2 separate regions of the Sus scrofa genome follow, and region 2 is linked to region 1. Evidence: chromatin contacts called from public HiChIP or PLAC-seq data. All regions are on one chromosome and are shown on one strand. Each heading gives the region's core, a stretch centred on a gene start, on an enhancer-like site or on the middle of the called end of the contact. The rest is flanking DNA. Distances are from core to core; before and after follow the strand shown. Region 1 overlaps DDX10 (probable ATP-dependent RNA helicase DDX10). Region 2 has its middle 28 kb from the start of C9H11orf87.

Region 1 (5,974 bases), core at 1,244-3,743:
GAGCTTGATTGGAAATATATTTTCAAAGTGTCTGAATTGGTGAAGTGTTGAACCATTCCGAGATTGGAGGAGCTCGGTTGGCGTATATAGGGAAAACCATGTATCCTGCGGGGACTCATGTTCAGAAGATCTGTGAATCCTGAATGTTCTAGACAACAACATTCTGTTTCCTAAATTTGTTCTTAACTTCTTATAGCCTGGTTTTCTCTTATACTCTGTTGTAAAAATCAGATAAAAGCATAAATGGTAATATTTATATAGCCTGTATGGTACAGATGTGAAGTAGCATTACTTCTGTGTTTGATTGGTATGATATTAAGTCAGCTCCCACTTTCTCCTGCCTGAATTCAGTCTCCATGCTCTTCTAACCCCTTTCTGATGCATCCAACCCTAAAAACCCTTTTCCTCATGAAAATTTTGAGGATTATTTTAATGTACTAACAGTACTAATAAAAACACAGCAGGGAGTTCCCTGGTGGCTCAGCATGTTACTTCTTTGGCTGGGGTTGCTGCTGTGGTGTGGGTTTGATGCCTGGCCTGGGAACTTCTGCATCCTGTGGGCATGACCAACAACGCCGCCTCCAGCCCCCCCCCCCCAAAAAAAAACTAGTAAATAGCAAAGTTAGAATTCAGATCCAGGTCCTTTTTACTAAGCCTGGGCTGCTAACCAATACATGCGATCAACTATCAGCATTCTTTTATCATCATTAATAGTAGATTGGTGATTTTTGGAGTCATATTATTCAAAGATAAACAGTTAAAATGGAGCTATAGGAAGCTTGAAAAAGAAAATTACAGAAATTCTCAACACAGCACTGTTTTAGTGGGTGTGTGTATAGTCAAAACAAAACAAAACAAAAAAATTAGGATCAGTGTGTTGAGTACTCTGTGGCCCATTGTGGCTGTCAAGTGGAACCCCATCACTGCTCTCTTCAGAAAACTCATAAATGTGTGTGGATAAGTCTGCAGCATCCAAATAATCGCACATTTATATGCTTTAGAATGCACTAAATCCAATGGTACTGTTACTAGAAAGATAACAAAATTTTTTTCTTCTTTAAAGCAGTCTTTTAAATTTTCACTAGTTCATTTTTGTTTATGTATCAGAAGAAGCATCTGATTTCTTGCACAAAATTTATAAGACAGCAGCATGTTATTTCTCTTTAGGGATATGCTATTCAAGTCTTGTTCTGTCATGCTTAGAATAAGTTGTTTTTCTTTTGCAATTTTCTGAAACTCTCTGAGATTTTTTTTTTAAAGATAATTAAAAGATTCCTAGAGTTAGTTGCTTACATTGCGTGGAAAGAGACAGCTATGTGCTTTTATTTTTATAGGCACACTTTAATGAAAATTACTCTCCTCTCTTATTAACAGAGCGGATTTTTGAACAAGAAAGTGCCAACGCAGGATACTTGTCTCATGAATTTATTTTTCTAGATTTGAAATTTAATTATATCACTCCCTCAAACTTGGATATAGATACAGCTCCTAAGTACTGTCAGCAGAGGCAATCTATAAAATTAATGTCTGTATCATTTTTATAAATCTGACATAAGAAAAGTGAAAAACATAGTTCTCAGAAAAGTCAATCAGATTTAAATTTATTCTGTAGAACTGATACTCTGCTGTTACAGACACAGGCTGTCTCCAAGCAACTTTTTCTTTTGGCTGCTTATTTCATTTTCTTCTACTTTTTCTTTCTTTTCAAACAAATGATTTTTTTGCCAGCAGCACTCTTTCAGTGTATCTAATTTAGAAAGAAAGCTCCAACTGAAGTATGTATTCTCAAGTATAAACTTTTATTTTTCCATGGAATCTGTACTTTATTTTGAATTTTTCTCACGTTTGAGTGATAATGTGCGTGTACAAGTGTACACGCACACACACACCCCAGTGCATGGCTAGACTTGACACTCTGGGAATTTTAACAGTGCCAACACCCCTGATCCCCACCTCCCTCAAACACACGTACCACACGCCAGCTGCTCCTCCTGTCCCTGCTGTGTATTTTTTCCTCTTGCACTTACCTTCTAGTCATTACTCCTTGTCTATCTCCAATGGACTGTAAACTCTTTTAGGGGGATGTTTTTGTCTGTTTTGTTCACTTCCTACAAAAAGATAAATCAAATACATTTTACATGGTATTTGTATCTGTTCACCTCCTGCAAGAGATCATAGATTTTGTTGACTATGTTAGTAGTTGGTCATTTGATACACTATGTGTTACCTCGGCATCTTTTTGTACTAGGCAGTGTGCCCAGTACTGAGATGGTGGTGGCGGCTGTGGCTGCAGCTAGATGCATGTTTCACCTGTCACACTTCACACAGTTATACTGTGGAGATAGGTAGTATGTGTAAAATCTATCAAGTGATACAAGACCTTATAAAATTCAGGGCTAAATTTTACAGTAGTAGGAGTTGATTAAAGATCAGCCTGTTGGGTTGAGGAAGAGACAGATTCATGGCTGGACTTTTAAAATTATAGAGGGTAAGGAAGGATATTCTGGAAAGGAGCCCTTAATGCTACTTCCTTTCTGAACTTTCTCTGATTTTACCTGCCCCCCAATCCCTTAAGATTTATTTTTTAAAAGGAAACAAACTAAAAAGTTAGTCACTGTCTTCCACCATGATCTGACATATAGCACATAATTAAATTTAAATGTTATTTTATAATGTAACTGTGTACTGTCTTTTGTTCAAAACAAACAAACAAAAGTCTTAAGACATATTATTGACATTGCGTTAGAGATATTTGTTTAAAGGCAAGCGATAGAATGAGCTTTCTCTGGAAGTGAGGGGGAAAGAATCCTCAGAAGTCAGTCTGGCTCAATTTAGCACCCAGTTATATTTTCTCATTAACTGTCCACCAGTTCCCCATTGCCTTTATACCCTAGAAATGACAAGTGATCCATTGAATTTTAGTTAGTTGGGACAAATAGAGCAAAGGGTAATTCTGAAGGGGAAATTAATTGTAAATGTGAATTATTAACTGTAAATTAATTATTGGTGCTCTCTCTAGAGAGAGGGAGAACCAGTAATTAATGACTGACCATTTTTGATGGATGGTTGCTGTACTCTTCATGTATATATTTTAATTGTGTAAGATCTTCATGGTTTTTGTTAAGGTTCACTTATTCTAAAATTTATTTTTACTGGTACCAAATGTAAATGTAGACATTACTACATTCCTATTTTTCTGGTAAAATTATTGATCATTTTGCAGTGATGGCTGCAACCAACCTGCTCATTAATTTCCTTGTTGAAAGCGGCTTTGCCTAACACACTAGATATGGTTTGAGCAATGGAAAACAAAATCAATAAATAAGATGGTTTTAAAAAATCCACTTATCTCTCAGGATTTGTTAAGTAAATCACTAGTACACGGATATTTAATGAGCTTTTTTTTTTGCCACATATCATCAAATCTTGCTGTGGTTAATATCCTGTTATAGCCAATTAATTACCCATCCCTGTTTTCAATTGATTTTTGTTTTTCAAAAGTAAACTCTCTGAATACTCCTTTTTATTGTGTTATCTCTCTTAAAAAGCTGCATGTGAAGGAGAATTTAAGTACTTCATAGATTTTTTTATGTAATAGACATGTCAACTTATTACTTACATTGATTTATAAATAAGTATATTTATGTTAGAATAGTCCACATGGAGTTATATTTTTATAGTTCTTAGATATTACCACCCTTTATTTCCTTGTATATGTTCTTCAGTAACTATTGACTAAATGGACTATAGCATATGTGGAAAGATGTAAAATGAATATTTCTAAAATTATAATGATAAAAATTCATTTTATATAATGATATAAAATGCCATAAACAGACATTTGCTCTGTTTATGAACAGATTTCCTGGGTTTTTCTTAAGTTGTTATAAAATTGATAATATGTTTTTGGAAACAGATAACCAGGCAAAACCATATTTATTTTCTTCCTTACTAATACTGAGAATATTTAAGTATTTCTCTTCATTTAAACATATACTATGGAATAAATTCCTAGGTGAAACGACTAAATCAAAGGATCTGTGAATTTAGAATTTTAATAGATATTGTAATTTGGGCTATTTCACATTTTCTATTCATAATACATGGTACCACTTTTTCTCCTAACACAGCATCTTTTCAAATATTTGATCTTTCCAAGTTACATAGAAGGGAAATGGTTATCTCTATGAACTTTTTATGTATGTTTTTCATATCATGAATGAACCATTTGTATTACATTTTCTGGGAACTATCCATATATTTTGCCTTATTTGGCTTTTGGTCTTTTTTTCTTTCTCTTTGTATATTAGGAAAATTAGACCTTTGCTTGGATCTAATGAATTGTAAGTAGTTCGCTGTTTTTGTTCTTGGTTTGTTTTTGTTTTCCAGATTAGATTGTCTTTCGTTTTACTGACTTTGGATTATGTTTTAAATGTTTTTATGTAGTTGAATCTGCCAGTTTGGTCTTTTTTGACTTCCGAGTTACATGTTAAAGTTCTTGTGCATGTAAGTTTTTGATCCACTTGGAATTTATTCTTTTGTAAAGCATGAAAGTGTTGAAAAAATAAACTTTATTTTTTCTAGATAGCTATTCAGTTGTTCCAACATCATTTATCGATGTCTGTCTTTTGATCTGATTTAATGTGCGCCTTTATTCTATTTGAAATCCTTTGTATGTTTTGGGTCTGTTTTTGAACTTTCTGTTCCAGTCCATTGATATGTGTATTTTCCTTTATCATACACTTAAATATTTCATAGAGCTACTCATCACTTACTCTTTTTCAGAGTTTCCCCAAATTCTGAACTTAAACTTTTTTCTATTTCTTAGCTTGGGGACTTCTGGTAATGTAAATTTGGGCAGTCCACCTTGGCCTTTTAATTTATTCTAGGATTTTTTACTCATCTGCCTCCTCTTATGCTCTCTCTTGTACCCAGAGCTCAGAGCTTGAATTGAACTAACCTTCCTTAGTTGTTGTCTTTCTGGGCCCCCAGCCATATTTTTTTCTGATCCTTCTTTCACAGAACATACAGCCATTTGAAAGTTTCATAGGGGATTCATTGTACTCATTTCCCGTGCTTTTTCTGTCCAAGTGTGAGAATAATGCTCAGTCCCATGGCGTTTGTGGTATGTTTTGGGTTGATGGCATACCTCAAAACTACCCAATTTCCTTTTCCTTTTCTGAATTGGGGGATTTTTTTCTTGCTTACTTAGCAATGTATTTAATTATTGTAAAGCTATTTGGTGATATTTTATCACTGTTTCTAGATACTTGTGATGCGAGAGCTTCTACCCTATTGCCAGAGCTAGTAGTCTCTAAATATTACACATTTAAAGCTACCTCTCCTGTCTTGGCAGTGAAAGAATAGTGATTTATAGCTTTCTCTTGTGCCTAGATTAGGTAATGGGTAGCAAGTTCAACTTTCACTGGCCTTTCGATATTTTTATTCATCTTTTGGCATGGACTGGATGAGTCAGTTTATAAAAAACAAAAATTACATGTTTGTCAATGTTCCTAAGTTAACATTAAGCACAAATTCTTTTCTTTTCTTCCTTCCTTCCTTCCTTCCTTCCTTCCTTCCTTCCTTCCTTCCTTCCTTCCTTCCTTCCTTTTTCTTTCTTTCTCTTTCTTTCTTTCTTTTCTTTCTTCCTTTCCTTTCCTTTCCTTTCCCTTTCTTTCTTTCTTTCTTTCTTTCTTTCTTCCTTCCTTCCTTCCTTCCTTCCTTCCTTCCTTCCTTTTTCTTTCTTTCTCTTTCTTTCTTTCTTTTCTTTCTTCCTTTCCTTTCCTTTCCTTTCCCTTCCCTTTCTTTCTTTCTTTCTTTCTTTCTTTCTTTCTTTCTTCCTTCCTTCCTTCCTTCCTTCCTTTTTCTTTCTTTCTCTTTCTTTCTTTCTTTTCTTTCTTCCTTTCCTTTCCTTTCCTTTCCCTTCCCTTCCTTCCTTCCTTTCTTTCTTTCTTTCTCTCTTTCTCTCTTTCTT
Region 2 (5,974 bases), core at 1,577-4,076, 140 kb after region 1:
TCCTCCTTTCCGCTCCATTCACAAACAAGAGCAATTGTTGGTAACTAATGCAAATGACTCATGAATCCATGGAAGGGAATATCCACAAATACTTCCATCTCAGCCTAAGTCTGTATCTGTTTCTGAAAAGTTTCTCCTAGTTTTGTACTTGATATTCTCGGGAGGGACACCACTCTCGGTCATCAGAATGAGAGACCTGACCTCTCATCAACTTCCCCCTGCCCAGACCCTTCGTTTTACTGCTGCTGTCAATTCTTCTTCACGGTGACTCCCTTGTCTCCATTGTTTCTTCTCTATCTTCAGAGTTCAGATGCTCATCACAACCTGCTCAGATTTCTGCAGTGACTTCCTATTTGGTCATAGTGCTTCCTGCCTCACACTTGTCTAGCCCAACCTTCCACGTGGTCAGAAGTCTCTTCATAGCACTGATCTGAGCATGTTTCTCACTTTTGTTGCAGAGCTTATTATGTTGTATTGCAGACATTTGTTTATAAGCCTGGTTGCCCCCATGACATGTCAGATTTCTTGAGAGCAGAAGGACTGTGTTTTGTCTAACCTATGTGTCCCCAGAGCCAAACACAGCAACTGCCTATAATGGGTTCAGTAAAGATGTATTGAATTAATGAGTGGAGAGTAATAAACCAAGATGATTTTTAAAGGTGTGTTGTAGTGCATGGCTCTGTTATCTCTAGTGGGAAGGATGTAGAATGATAGAGATGAGAACTGGATGAAATGAGTGTAATGAGCAAGGATGACTATAATGGAGAAAATAGATGGGAAAGGAATTTGGGGTATAACAACCTGGGAAGATTTTGAAATTAAAGTTTCTGGTACAGGATGTCTTAAATATTTTCAAAAGACGAAAAGAGGCAAGAGTATATAAACTAAAGATTTACCATTGAATTCACACTATGCAGTAAATTAGATTTTGGTTTTTTCTAACCCAAATAAGGAATATTTACTTATTTTACTCTATATAGGTAAACACTGAATAAATATTCTGTAACACCTTTGGTTTATAAACTAGTTTGAGTCGTATTTTGTCCCTGGACCTGGTTGGATCCTGACTAATATATACATTGTTGGGAATTTCAAACATCAGAATGGTGCTGATGGAAAACTCACATAACAAATCTTTTCCTTTTTTGCTTTTTAAAGCTGCACCTGAGGCACAGGGAAGTTCCCAGGCTAGGGATTGATTCAGAGCTGCAGCTGCTGGCCTATACCACAGCCACAGCACCACCAGCTCCAAGCCACATGGGTGACCTACACCACAGTTCATGGCAACACCAGATCCCCTCACTGAGTGAGGCCATGCATCCTAGTCAGATTCATTTCTGCTGCATTACAACGGGAACTCCCAACAAATCTATATTTCAATAGACTAAATTAGTTACTGTTTTGGCTGTGGTGGAGGCAGGATGGCACAGCCAAGTTAGCCCACTTCTTGGACACAGGGATTGGCCCAGAGATGGAGATATGTCAGAAAGGGACAGAATAACTCCTTCCTTGAGAGTGAAATGCAGACTATGAAAGAAAAATTCCTTACCCCTGGGAAATTTCTAAAAAAGGGGGAGGATGTGGATCTGGGGCCTTTGGCAGCCATTTCTCCTGGTTAAATGGAGGCCCCCTCTCGGAGGTTGGGGAGAATAAGGCCAACACACTGAAGTGAGCAGAGTGGAGAGATGGAGAAAGAGCTTTGGTGGCATTGTTTGAGCCCTTTGGCCTCAACTGAATCTACTTGTACTTCCCAGCTGTGGGTCAGTAAGCCCTTTTTTTTTTTTTTTTTTTTTTTTTGTATAAACTACTTTGAATTCTGTTGTATTCCCAGAACTGAATGGATCCCCTCTACTATCGAGGGTTTTAGTTTGCTGATTTGAAAAAGAATTAGAAGACCGGAAGCGCTGATAGAAAGCTTGGTTGTTGTTATTCAGCAGAAAGCACCCAGCCCCTCCTTTCCTTGGAGAAGCATGATGTTCCCACTCTGCTCCTTTGGGCTCGGCTGAGGGACTGACTCCAGCCCGCGGAGTTGGAGTGCAGTGCAAGGGACTGCCCCTTAGAAGCAGAGGCTTTAAGGTGCTCTGATGCTTCCATCAGCCCTCTTGCACGCCTGCCTTCCAGCATGGACAAGAGAGGAGACACTGCTTCCAGCTGGGCACCAGGTGAGAAGTGTGAAACAGACCTACAGCCATCTCCAAATCTTGGGGAGCAGGAAAATCCACTGAGACTTGGGGTTCTTCACAGGAAAAAGTGAGGAAGCACTTAACCATTGAGCAGCAACATTCATTCAGTCATTCAAAAAGTGTTCATTCAGCAAATACCGCACGCCAGCCCTGCACGCATACTCGTGAAAAATGCAACAGTCCCCTCCCCTGCTGTCATGTACTGGGGGGAAGAGAGAAGCAAATTCCTAATTTTAGTGCATTGTAAAGAGAGCAGGCAGGAAAAGGAAGATTTTTGTGTGAGTGAGAAAGCTGTTGCTGGAGTGCAGGAAGGAGGGAGGCCAGGGGTAGTGTCTTGGCCTAGGACCAGAAGCTAATCCTTGCTCGATGCTTAGCTGAGGGCGAGAGGCCATTCATCAGACTCGCTCACGTAAAATGATCCCTAAGACGCGTAAGTCCCTGCAAGCGGATACACCCAGCAGCAGAGTCCTTTGGAGGATTGCCATCTCATAAGCTTAACATGGCATTTTAGATTGGTTTGGAGCTATAAAAAATGGATAAGTTTAATTAAATGTAATTAATTTTGTTATACAACACTTGAAATCCCCTGAACATGAAAAGTCATCTCCCTGGCTCTCAGAGTCTGCCAGAGGATGCAGATGTTCCTGGGAAGCGTGGGGAGGAAGGTGGGCAGGTGGAGAGAGAGGGATCTAAAGGGGGGAAGCCAGCAACCAAGATTTTGAAAACCCTGCTTCATATTTTTTTTAAGACCATTTTCACTAGACATGTAATCATAGTGTGAGTTTCTTCCATAGCACCTGCTGCTCAGACAGCCCAGGGCAGAGTGCTATATGTTTTATACCCTATTACCCAGTGCCTGCTGAATCAGGAATTGGCAGCTAACCCAAAGCCTAGCCATTAGTCTGGGAGAGAGGATGGTGCAAAAAACTCTGCCCAAACAGGGACAAATTGGGCAAATAATGTTCTTATTCTCTGAAACTGAAATGTAGGTAATCAGCAAAATAAGGTTATGAGGCAGACCAAGAGCATATCATGGGCATAAGTGAACTCAGATTAGAAGTTAGGCAAAGCTGTAAGTGGAAAAGAACTCTGGCGAAAGATCAAGAGTAAATGGTGAGGGATTCAACCGATCAAGACATTTGAAGCAAGTACATACAGAGTGGTGCATCCAGGCCAGAGCAGCAAAGCCTCGCAGATTCCCCTTGTTGAGCTTCTGAGATCCATCTGGACCTCCCGGCTCCTGTCTCCAAGCACCTTCACCTTATCCTGGGTCCTAGTCTTAGATTTCTGTAAGAGTCGGTCTCCTTCACTACCAGGGGTGTAAGACCCCATTGCCTGAGCTAGTCTGAGTGAGTCTTTGGGATTTTTGTACCCAAAAAGCTTAAGTAAAATTCAGATACTTTAATGTTTAGACTTTAATGTGCATAGGAATTGCCAGGGGATCTTTTAAAAGTGCTAATCCTGGGAGTTCCTGTCGTGGCACAGTGGTTAACGAATCCGACTAGGAACCATGAGGTTGCGGGTTCGGTCCCTGCCCTTGCTCAGTGGGTTAACGATGCGGCATTGCCGTGAGCTGTGGTGTAGGTTGCAGACGCAGCTCGGATCCTGCGTTGCTGTGCCTCTGGCGTAGGCCGGTGGCTACAGCTCCGATTGGACCCCTAGCCTGGGAACCTCCATGTGCCGAGGGAGCGGCCCAAGAAATAGCAACAACAACAACAACAACAAAAAGACAAAAAAAAAAAAAAAAAAAAAAAAAAGTGCTAATCCTGGATTGGTAGGTCTGGGGTGAGCACTGAGATTCTGCATATCTTAGAAGCTCCCAGGTGATGGCATGCTGCTGGCCACAGCCACATTTGAGTGTCAAGGCACTAATGGGATTCAGAGAGTTATTAAAATCATTATTTACAAATAGGGACCCTGTCAGAGTCCCAGCAGGAAACAGATGGCACACGCAAATTAGGATCACTCTAAGGGGATTTAATAAAAGGATGATTTACATAGGCCAGAGCAGGGTGTAAGGAAACCACAAAAGGATAGTTAGTCTACCAGAGACTAGTAATAGAAATGTTATCACTCCTCTCCCCAAAGGGCTGAGCAGAGAGAAGGGAAGGAGAGACAGCTGATTTTTGACCTTCAGTTGATAGATGTGAAACCTGAGGTAACCACAGGGAACTGGCAAGAAAATAAACTCCGTGACCTGACCTCATTCTCCTGCCAGTGGTCACAACTGGCCCCAGCCAAAGTCAGAAAGCAAGGTGCCCAAAGATGTAACTGCAGGAGTCCCCTTCATGGCTCAATGGTTAATGAACCCGACTAGGAACCATGAGGATGGTGGGTTTGATCCCTGGCCTCGATAAGCGGGTTAAGGATCTGGTGTTGCCGTGAGCTATGGTGTAGCTCGCAGACGAGGTTCAGATCTGGCATTGCTGTGGCTCTGGCATAGGCTGGCAGCTGTAGCTCCAATTTGACGCCGTGTGTACAGTCTCCCAGGATGCAGAGCAAGGTGGAGAAGTGAAAGGGCCAAGAGAAGACACTGGCAGAGATGCAGGGTATAAATGTAGAACCTCTTTGTGGGAAAAGAGGAGAGACCCTTAGACTTTGCCCCTTCAACAACTACTGAGCACCACTCACTGTTCTAAGAATAGACACAGAGCAAGGATGGACAAGGAGCAAAATGGCATATAAAACGCTGTCAGGGAGTTCCCATCGTGGCTCAGTGGTAACGACCCCAAAAAAGACAAAAACAAAAACAAGCAAACAAAAAAAAAGGATAAGTGTTATGAAGAAAAAACAGCAGGGTATGGAGATGGAGCAAGTGAGCAGCATTTTTTCATTTTTTTAGATTCCACATAGACGTGATCCCATATGGTAGTTTTACTTCTCTGTCTGACTTACTTCGATGGGTATGATAATATCTAGGTCCATTCATGTTGCTGCAAGTAGCATTATTTCATCCTTTTTTTTTATTGTTGAGTAATATCTCTTCAAATATTTTCTCAAGCCCTTTCTCTCTTTTCTTTCTGGAACCCTTATAATCCAAATATTAGTGCACTTGATGTTGTTGCAAAGGTCTCTTAACCTGTCCTAGGAGTTTCTGTTGTGGCTCAGTGGTTAGCGAACCTGACTAGTATCCTTGAGGACGCAGGTTTGATCCCAGGCCTTCCTCAATGGGTTAAGGATCTGGCATTGGCTGTGAGCTGTTGTGTAGGTTGCAGACGTGGCTGGAATCCCGAGTTGCTGTGGTTGTGGTGTAGGCCAGCAGCTATAGCTCTGATTAGACCCCTACCCCTAGCCTGGGAATTTCTATATGCAAAAAAAAAAACAAAACAAAAAACCCCACTGTCCTCATTTCTTTTCATTCTTTTTTCTTTTCAATGGTAATGATTTCTACTACTCTGTCTTCCAGCTCACGGATCCATTTCTGAGTCATTTAGTCTACTATTGATTCCTTCCAGTGTATTTTCAGCTATTGTATTCTTCATCTTTGGTTGTTCTTTATATTTTCTGACTCTTTGTTAATTTCTTGCTCTGTGCATCAATTCTCTTCTTGAGCTATTTGATCTATTTTCATTACTCTGAACTCTTTCTTGGGTAGATGGCCTGTCTCCACTTCACTTAGTTCTTCTGTGGTTTTATCTTGTTCCTTTGTCTGCAATATATCCCTCTGCTGCCTCATTGTGTCTAAATTGCTATTTGTATTATTATGTATGTGGTAGGCTAATTACATTCCTTGACCTTGGAGAAGTGGCCTTCTATAGGGGATGCCTTATGTATCCAAACAGAGCACTCAC

Evidence for each region. HiChIP or PLAC-seq counts read pairs in DNA pulled down with a chosen protein or histone mark.
Region 2: a contact with region 1 is called in an H3K27ac HiChIP or PLAC-seq map of skeletal muscle. The contact joins two enhancer-like sites. A contact is called at or near these places in 2 of 47 Hi-C or Micro-C datasets (both in skeletal muscle) and 1 of 2 datasets of contacts at active chromatin or transcription factors (skeletal muscle).

Annotation. Positions count from the first base shown.
Region 1 is chr9:37,131,213-37,137,186 of Sscrofa11.1, forward strand. The region is part of intron 13 of DDX10 (probable ATP-dependent RNA helicase DDX10); the gene reads left to right. Among named protein-coding and RNA genes, the nearest start is that of DDX10, 130 kb to the left of the region's middle. Within about 2 kb of position 2,494, at least 1 of the 83 cell types and tissues checked has an H3K27ac peak or open chromatin away from gene starts, as enhancers often do. A contact at or near this core is called in skeletal muscle, where this site is marked.
Region 2 is chr9:37,266,700-37,272,673 of Sscrofa11.1, forward strand. No RefSeq gene overlaps it. Among named protein-coding and RNA genes, the nearest start is that of C9H11orf87, 28 kb to the right of the region's middle. Within about 2 kb of position 2,827, at least 2 of the 83 cell types and tissues checked have an H3K27ac peak or open chromatin away from gene starts, as enhancers often do. A contact at or near this core is called in skeletal muscle, where this site is marked.